2 separate regions of the Zea mays genome follow, and region 2 is linked to region 1. A link is a contact called in public Hi-C data. All regions are on one chromosome and are shown on one strand. Each heading gives the region's core, a stretch centred on a gene start, on an enhancer-like site or on the middle of the called end of the contact. The rest is flanking DNA. Distances are from core to core; before and after follow the strand shown. Region 1 has its middle 100 kb from the start of LOC103650072. Region 2 has its middle 2.3 kb from the start of LOC103650072.

The links. Hi-C and Micro-C count contacts between places; a contact is called where the count stands out from the background.
Region 2: a Hi-C map of bundle sheath shows a contact between it and region 1, with 3 times the contacts expected there. The contact joins two enhancer-like sites. A contact is called at or near these places in 7 of 25 Hi-C or Micro-C datasets (bundle sheath, ear, leaf and 2 more) and 1 of 3 datasets of contacts at active chromatin or transcription factors (seedling).

Annotation. Positions count from the first base shown.
Region 1 is chr3:50,940,679-50,945,663 of Zm-B73-REFERENCE-NAM-5.0, forward strand. No RefSeq gene overlaps it. Among protein-coding and RNA genes, the nearest start is that of LOC103650072, 100 kb to the right of the region's middle. Within about 2 kb of position 3,688, at least 19 of the 20 cell types and tissues checked have an H3K27ac peak or open chromatin away from gene starts, as enhancers often do. A contact at or near this core is called in bundle sheath, ear, leaf and 3 more, where this site is marked.
Region 2 is chr3:51,043,170-51,047,622 of Zm-B73-REFERENCE-NAM-5.0, forward strand. No RefSeq gene overlaps it. Among protein-coding and RNA genes, the nearest start is that of LOC103650072, 2.3 kb to the left of the region's middle. Within about 2 kb of position 2,957, at least 17 of the 20 cell types and tissues checked have an H3K27ac peak or open chromatin away from gene starts, as enhancers often do. A contact at or near this core is called in bundle sheath, ear, leaf and 3 more, where this site is marked.

The DNA of each region.
Region 1 (4,985 bases), core at 2,438-4,937:
CTCAAATTAATCCTATGTGGAAGTGCCAGAAAGAGTGGTTACATGGAAAACCACTTAACTCCATATTGCAACGTAGTTGTAAATAAGAGGGGAAGAAGTATGGTCACAACTTGGGATTAAGATGCTTGCAAGCTACTGAAGGCTAGACCTTCTGAGATAGTAAATGCAGACCAACTATTCGTTGGTAACCAACCTAGTGTTGGTAGACACCTAGAGGATATGGATTATCCTGTGAATGGAAGACATTCACAACCTAGCTCAGTGCGCACTGATGAGGGTAGGTTATCGGAAACCCTTGATTTTCGTTTTGGGATTTCACGACGAATCATAAGGGTGCATAAGAAAATGACTTGATGTCAACTGGAGAATTGTGTTATTTGAAAGCTACAAGTGTCGACACATACATCTCAGCAATTGTATATGCGCTTCAAGTGATCCAAAAGACTATGGCCATAGCAGAGCATGAGTATGCTCAAACTTGATCTTGTTGAGTGATACAATGTTGCAGAGATTGCCTTACTCACCGGAAAGAAGTGTTGAATTATTTCCACTTAAAGGTATCTTACTGTGGATACAAGTTTGTTTTCATGGACTTGAAAACAATGAGGTGGTGAGAAATCATGGCTAGTAGCAAATGAGTTTTATACGCAAACCCAAGCATTATTTTAATGCTATAAATTCTCCTCTACTATGAATAGTAAAATTCTGATACAATATTATGGGCAGTAAATCATCTATCTGTGCAGTTGATAGATGTAGTGACAACATATGCATATATGGTCACTGAATTATGGTATTTATGGAGTCTTGAAGGATTCCGAATAAATAATAACCAATCACAAATTTGCAATGCTTGGAAAGTCTTTGTGACTTAGAGCATCCAGGTCAAATATGGTACATTCGACCTAGTGAATCATTCCTTCTGAAGGGATACACGAAGAATAGTATGTTCAATATAAATATGTGCAGCGTATTTTAAACATACATTACTTATCGACGAAGTTCGAGATAGAGGATAGGAATTGTAAGAGATTTTCAATTCAAATTAAACTATCTTGAGTATCTTGGATGCAAAGTTGTCTATATCCAACATATATTGAAGAAATTCAATATAATGGAATCATATAGTTATTTGATTCTTTCGGATAATGACATGTGCTATTGTATATTGCAAGACCATTCGACTGGATATTGCTTTGCAATGATTTGCTAGCTAATAGCACATGAGATCGAGTTATGTTCTCTATGAGTACTCATGATCTAGTTACAGTTGGATATACTGATCTTGGATATCTATAGAAGATCCCTAGGTACAAGATCAATGACATACTTCTGGTAAGTTGGACCTACTGTTTGATAAATGTCAATCAACAGGGATTATTGGTCACTTACACTAATCATTCTATAGCACACTTCGTGGGATTGTACAGAATGATATACTACATACTGAGAATATGTGGTGGTCATGATTTTCTATCACTGGCCTTATTATCTATGAAGATAATATTACTTTGTGTTGTTTAGATGAAAACAAGTTACGAACTAAGTATCTACCTTACTCCACATTTTAAATGTGTTTGAGAGCATGTATGGGATGACTTGGTGATTAGTAAGATCAGGGGGAGTTTCCTCTTGATCGGAAGAACTTGTTTTCATATCATGATGTACTCTTTTCTTTGCATGAGTTTTTCCCCTATTTGGGTTTCTCATTCGAAGTTTTTAACGAGGCAACATCAATACAAACCTATGTCATATTATCTATTTTTCCCGTTGAGGTTTTCGAGGATGATACATTATGATATAGCTATTGTTGTATTTGAACTAGGTTATAAGTTTATCTCCCTAGAGTTCAAATGGATCAACAATAGAGTATGACTACTCTCCTTATTTTTCCATTGGGTTTTTAAGAAGACTCGACTCATATGTTGATTTCTCATATTTTCTGACAAGATTATCTTGGAGAAATATTGGACTGAGTTATATGTCTCATCATTTATTTTCCCCACAGTGGGTTTTTGAGATGACGACTATAGACATGCTATTGTTCTTTGGACTAGAGATCCATGGGAGAACAATGGCGCAACATGGTTCAATTGAATCACCTACCGTTATCCATAAGGATAATTTAGCTTGTGTTGTTCAGATGGAAACATGTTATATCAGGAGCAATATTAATAAACATATTGCTCCTAAATTGTATTATCGCCATGAACTTCCGGAAAATGGAGATATAAACATCTTGCATACAAAGTCTTGTGATAATCTTGCTGATCTATTCACAAAATCTCTACCATACTTCACGTTTCAGAAATGTGTTGAGGGGATTGGTATGAGAAGACTTATGTGCTTGCAAGGATCAAGGGGAGTAATTCTCCGTGAAATTGAACATGTTTTGAACCATCATATTACACTATTTTCTTTGTATGAGTTTTGCCTTGCTGAAGTTTTCTCATCCAAAGTTTTTAATGAGCTAATATCAACTAAGCTATATGCTTCATCATTGAATTTTTCCCCACAGGAGTTTTTATGCATGATGATTACAAGCATATTTTCTTTTGGAGTTCGAGTGAGATTATTCTCATTATCCAAAAGACATTGTGTACTCCTTATTTTTCCCACAGGGTTTTTGAGGAGATGATATATTGGAAGACGGCTTGCAGATGATCAAATGGATTTGGGTTGATTAAGTGGGAGTGTTACAAAATATTGTACTGTGATCAAGTCCATCCACCCATCCATTGTGACAGTTATTATCCAAGGGTCACACTCCTTGGGAATCCTATATACATATGTATATAAGCACTACTCTCTCTGCAATAAACAACAGTTTTGTCATTTATCTCTCTTCCTCTACTCTCTTTACCACTGAGCACTGCAAAACTTTAACAAAAACAAGCTGTACATATGCATGCGTGGAGAGAGGAGCACAGCACAGTAGCAAGCATGCATGCATGTGAGACATGCGTCGATTCTGCACTTCTGTCGATGTCATTGAGAGGTATACTGTAGCTAGCTAGCGTGAATCACGATTCACAAACGAGTGAAACGAGGGAGAGAGCGGTGATGCAAGTATATGACATCAGTTGGACGACGTACACGTCCGGCGACGACGGTCACACACAACAATGAAACGCGCATATACATTTGCCATGACCGTGTCCGTGAGCGAAACGAGACGTGCATGCATGCAAGCAAGGTGTGCAGTTGCGCGCGCCTACGCCGCTACCAAAACCTATCCTTTGATTTGTCGAGAAGTTTGAGCCTCGCGTCGCTCGCGTCTGTCAGCTGGTCTGCAGGGGATAAACCTGATGATCGATATGCGTGCCCGCGAACGCGACGCAGGACGCCAGTTGTGATTCTCTGTTATTACTACTGATTTCCTGTGGACCGGGGGCGCCGCCATATCCATCGATATATCTCGGCGGGTCCCTATCGCCGGCCGGCGAGAAGCTTCTCCTGTCCATAAATGTATGCAGCCGAAGCAAGATCTTTTGCGGCTCGCCAAGGGACAGGAGCACAGGACAAGGCCACGACTCACGAGATCCGTTCCACCCGCACACGGTCGCACACGCACGGACACGGCCGGCGCCGTCGTCTCACCCAGCGCGCGGCCAGGGCCAAGACAGATGGATGGGCCTTTGGCCGCTCGCGCGCCCGGGGCCACCGTCGTCCGGTGCCGCGCGTCGTCTCCCCGTGCTGCGCTGTTGCACCGTCCCGTCCCCGTCGTCCGGTGCCGCGCGCGCGGTCTCCGTCTGCCATGCACCGGCTGGCAGCCCGGCACCGAACACGCGCGCGGCCAGGAGCGAGAGAGCCGAGCGAAGCGAGCGTCCCCATGCACGTGTCCCTCGCGGCAGGGACGGTATCAGCCGGACGCTTGTGTGGACCCTGCGGCTTTTGGATATTTGTGGCCACCAGCAGCAGCAACATCAGATCTCGCGCGCGGCCTTCGCTGCGGGAGGATGGAGTGCAGTGAGTAATTTCTTCATTCGTGGCGGTGGTTAGTCGCGGTCGCCACGTCGGCGTCGCGGAGCTGGAGGTCGGGGAGGGACCCCGACCCCGACCCGGACCCGGACCCGGCCTTTCCCTGTGCCCAGCCCGTCCACGTACATGATGTCACAAGCACGCCCACACGGTACTGCACCGTATTATTGGTCGGGTTCAGGCTCGCTCGCCCGCTGGCTGACGCTGATCACTGGTCAGGCAGGAGGGAGGGGACGAGGGAGGAGGGTGTGGGTGGCTTCTGGGGGCGGTGCGGCCCGGGGGAGGGAACGGAGACCGCCAATGATTGGAGCCGACCATGGTTACGAGCAAGAAACAGGCGGAGAGGCAAGCCGTCATGTACATGAAGGTGTAGGCCCGCCTGACTGATTCCATGCCGCCGCTACCTGCCATCCTTGCCATGTCCCTGCCGAGCGCGCTTGCCATCCTTGCGTGAATGGACAGACACCCCCGGCCGGGTTATACATCCTGTCGTGGTCCACTGGTCCTGGCCCGCCACGGCGACATGCATGCGAATAGCAGCGGCCGTTTTTTACGTCGCAACTCTCGTCAGTTTCTCCGTGCCGAGGGCCGCCCGCCCGCCCTGCAATGGCATCCCTATCTCGTTTTCCGAGATATGTTTGAAGAGCAAGCAGGATTATTATGAGCTGCAAACGTGGTGGGATCCGCCTAAAGCAACCATCAAGCATGAGTAGGAAGACTCATGAGGCAGCTCTACATATACGTCATTATTTGTCGTTCCATGTAATATCCATCTATATCGTTGGGTTAATATTAGAATGTGGTAGTTTTCTAGAAAAAGTTTTAAGTACGTATGTGTTTCTTGAAACGCTAGTAGTAGTTTAGTTTTAAAATTCTTAGCTGGGTGACGGTTGTGTTTGAAAAAAAGAAGAACAAACACAATAGGAATCCTCAAGATCCCCGTCGGCTAAATTAATTCTCGTCGGTTTATTCCACAACCAGCGGTGATTAAATTAGGAATAAAA
Region 2 (4,453 bases), core at 1,707-4,206, 100 kb after region 1:
ATTCCCCGTCGGGTTATAGCATCCCAGACTCATCCCCATCATGTTTAATACATCCCCATACCCATACACATACCCATCATGGGTACAAAACTCATCCCATATTCATCCCCATTCGGGTTTCGGGTCCCTAATGGGTCCCCATCCCCAATTAAGGAATAACTAGGTACTAACATCTAGCATAAACTATCCAGATTTCATATATCATCACATTGGCAAGCACTCATCCATGAATCATTATCCATTCATCCATCCATCAGAAAAGAAATCAGTACTTGGGACCAATATAAGAAATGGAGTCTGCTGGGTTTGATGGTCGACTCGGCCTCAACTCATTCATACAAACAGGACAGGTGTACGTGTATGAAATACCCATGGGTAATCGGGTTTGGATTATTGCTTCCCAAACCCATACCCGTTTACCCAATGGGTGGGGATTTTGTCCCATATCCATACCCATGGGGACAATTTTTGTCTCATACCCGTACCCTAATAGGGTAATTCCCCATGGGTTATCGGGTATCGGGTCCCCATTGACATCTCTGGGTGGGATCAACTGCAATTCACGGCAGAATAAAAATACACATGCATGGAGTGACTCATGGCACTCGTACGTATATTCTGTTACCTAGCTAGCTAGCTACCTCTAAACCGGAATAGACCGCGACACCGCGTACAGGATTTTTGTTGTTCTCTCCCACAGCAGAACCACAAGTTCTGTTCTCTTAATTGCATGGGTCCACTCAACTTTTTGCCGCTTGCTCTCTGCGATGTCCACGTTGAGATATCAAAGACGCGCCACACAGAAACCAACAAATGGCGGTAAAAAAAAAGCACGCGAACCATGAGGCGTTTTTGTGACCATTTCTTTGAATTTCTGGTAGAGCCAAACCCAGCCGGTCGATGCGAAACTACCAATGAGTCCCGATCCAGCAATTGATCTGATTTGCCTTCCATGGCGAGCGGCAGCCACTGAATAATAATCTAGCTACTGGTATGGTGGCACGCTACGGTTTTTTTTAGAAAAAAAGAGGGTGGCGTTTTGCTCCTCGTGTTCTAACGTCATGTACTGCTATAGCAAAATTACGTGCATCTCAAAATGTTACCAATTGTGTGCGGCGAAACTGACCCTAATTGAATAAACCAATTAATTACCTACTCGGGATGTGCAACCCAGATACTCCAGATCGGATATTAGTCTATCTTGGATTTTTAAGGATTCGGAATTTACTAAATAAAGTAATCTATTTGGCTTAGAATTTAACATTCCACCGCTTTCTAAAATTTCAGATATTAGTCTATCTCAGATTCATGGGGTGTAATATGGGAAAATGATTTTATGTATCAGTAGAATATGTTTCTACTATGCAACTTATATGACACTCTTTAACTCACTCTTGTATAGTAAAAATATAGCACATAAATATCTCCGACATCTTACTAATAATAGTATATAAATATATTTTGTATAAAATCATATTAGTTTGATTAGTATGTGCCTAAATATTATTATTATAATGGAATTCAATTCCAAGGATCCAAACGACGCCTAAACTTAATTTAGTGTATTTTAAAAAAAAACATCCTCCAATGGTTCCTTAAATGAGGTCCTCAAATATATCGACTTATTAAATATTCCTATTTAGTCCTAGACTTAGAGAGAGCTGTTTCACACTCCTAATAGTCCATTTTGTGTGTCAATCACACTATGAAATCAGTTATCTGCTATCGAGTTCATGCATGTATGAAAGTGATGCACTTTGAATGATTTGAGTTGCGGAAAGGATAATTTTATCATCCTCGTTTGACAAGTCTAAAGATGACCAATCCAAAATTTTTTGAGAAAATCGTGATTCATACAGAATGATTGTATAAATAAAACAAAATTTAAAGCTACAAGTTATAACTAGAAAAAACAGGCTACCATAATTTAAAAATATTAGCATATAGTTCATGCTAACGCTACAATTCCAGAGAGGAGATGGGTCAACGGTGGTGTCGGTGGCACGAGAGGAGGGGTTGTCGGCGATGGCGACGACGCGAATGAGGGGGATGTGGCCATGCGGGGGATCGGAGAGAGGAGGGAGGCAGGGTCGCGCGGGGTTGGGAGGGAGGGGAGGGTTGAGGGATGATCCAAATAAGATTATTTGTTGGATTTGAGTGAGTAGGAGAGACAGAGTTATCTGAATCGTTGATTTTGATGATATGTTAAGTCTTGTTCAATTTGTTGTTTGATGGATTTAGCGAAGGATATAAGTGTGGGGGCGATTTAGTTGGATGAGTTTTTTTCAAAATTTAAACTAGTGAATTATATAAAGGTATATATTTAACAACGTAAAAACCAGAAACCGTTGGAGGCTAAGATTATTATTTTTTTGTTTCCAATATATATTTAGTAACTTGCTAAATCAGAGACTACGGAGTAATTTTTTTAGGAAATATCCTCTTATAACGTAATAATTAACCTATAGCGTTGCTGTCTGCATCATTCACGGCCCTTCTCCACCGGGTAAAATGAATATAGGGCATTTAATTACGAAACCTAGTTGAAACGGCATATGTATGTATGTCCTGCAGGTCGTCCTTTCAACTAATCAACTGTACATGTAATGCTGAAGTTTGAAAAATCCTCACTTTCCATCCCATTCATGAAAAAAAGTAAGATCTTGCAGGATCCACAATTTATCACAGAGAGAGGGAAAAATCTCCTAACACTGTTCAGCACCTACGTACTGTATCGATCTGCAGTACGCAGCACTATTTGACACTGCTCGTTAGCAGGATACCTAGGTCGTTTTGCCTTGTCACAAATTTGCCTTAAAAATTATCTCTCGTCTCTTTTTTTTTTATAATAACAGGACCGACCGATGGAGGGCGTAATAAATACGACGCCAGTGTGAGGAGTGCGGGCACGGTTCACCGCATCCACCCTGCGTCCACAGTGCCGGTGCACGGCTGTGCAGTGTCGCCAGCGGCCAGGACGACGCCGGGGCCGGGGCCAGCCTGCATTGGTCCGACGTGTGCAGCTTTAGTTTCCACGTAGCTTTCCTTGCCTCGCGGGGCAGCAAAAGGCCCCCCACCTCGACGTGCAGTGCCGGTGGGCCTCATCAATCAACTGTATAATATAATCAAATCACATCAAATGGATTAGGACTCCTGGTTTAGGATTAGGAGCAAAAGTACGCTCGTGGGCGTGGCAACACCCCAAGTCTCAACACCCTCTCTCTCCAGATGCCGGAAGCATTAGCGATGCGTGGCCAGTTGAGCGCTGGTGGCCCCACCACCACCCCGCTACTTAAACTTACGTTCGAAATCAGGCGGCTTCGACGCCACCTCGACCTGCTTTGTTTATCCGTTCACTGTACGCACGCGCTGCATGCACGCAATCTGCGTCGCCCTTTTTAAAAACCCCTCCCCTTGTCTGACCGGTCGGCAGGCTCAAGGCCACGGTGGTTCGGGCGGGCCGACGGAAGACCCGCGCCCGTTGCCGTCGCTCGCGCCCGACGGAAACCTTGTGCGAAGGAAGAGAACTGCTACGGTCACCCCCACCCCAACCACGACTTCCAGCGACACAGGAGAGACATGGTTACGAGCGGAGGTCTCGGCATCTCGGGGCACGGGAGAAACAAAAACACAACCATATACTATCTCAGAAAAAATAAATTTGTTAACAACTGGATTATTACAAAATCTCAAAACGGTATGGCTTTGGTTAGGGCTGGAAAATAAGCTCGAGGCTCGCGAGCCGGCTCGAGCTCGGAGCGGCTCGGCTCGGCTCGGCTCGCGAGCCTCGAGCGAGCCAAACCGAGCCACTATTTTGAGCCGAGCCGAGCCACTATTTTGAGCTCGTTGCGCTAGCGAGCCAAGCCGAGCCGCAGTATAAAGCACACGATATGTGATAATCTCAAAACGGTTCACTATTTTGGTATATGTTGTGCTGCATGGAGTGGTCGTTACTTTGATCGATGATGAATACGCAGTATAAAGCATACGACATCCACATGTGTTGCATTATTAGTGCAACAATCGAGCGTGTCGATTTTAGGAAAACATGGTAGGCTTCTTGTGGGAAATGACAGAACTAGCACATGAGAAGACATTGAATAAGTTTTGACGCACGCAAACCCTCCCCTGCAACAATCACATATACTTATGTGACATGTGTTTCATCAACTTTGTTTTATGCACACAAAAGCATTTGCGCTCCAAAAGTGACATGGTCGTCATAGGTAGTAAAGCAGAGATGAGTATCACATAAACAGATATTAAGCTAAAGTAGTTTCATCAGCCTGGTTATGTACATAAAAGCATCCACGCTTCATAAGTGACAATGTTCGTCGCAGATACGCAAGGCAGTTTTCTATACAGGAAAAAGAAGGAAAGATTAGTTGTTGTTAAAGAGTTTGCGAGGTAATCCATTGTTGTGCAAAGGTTATAAATGAGAGTGAAGAATAAT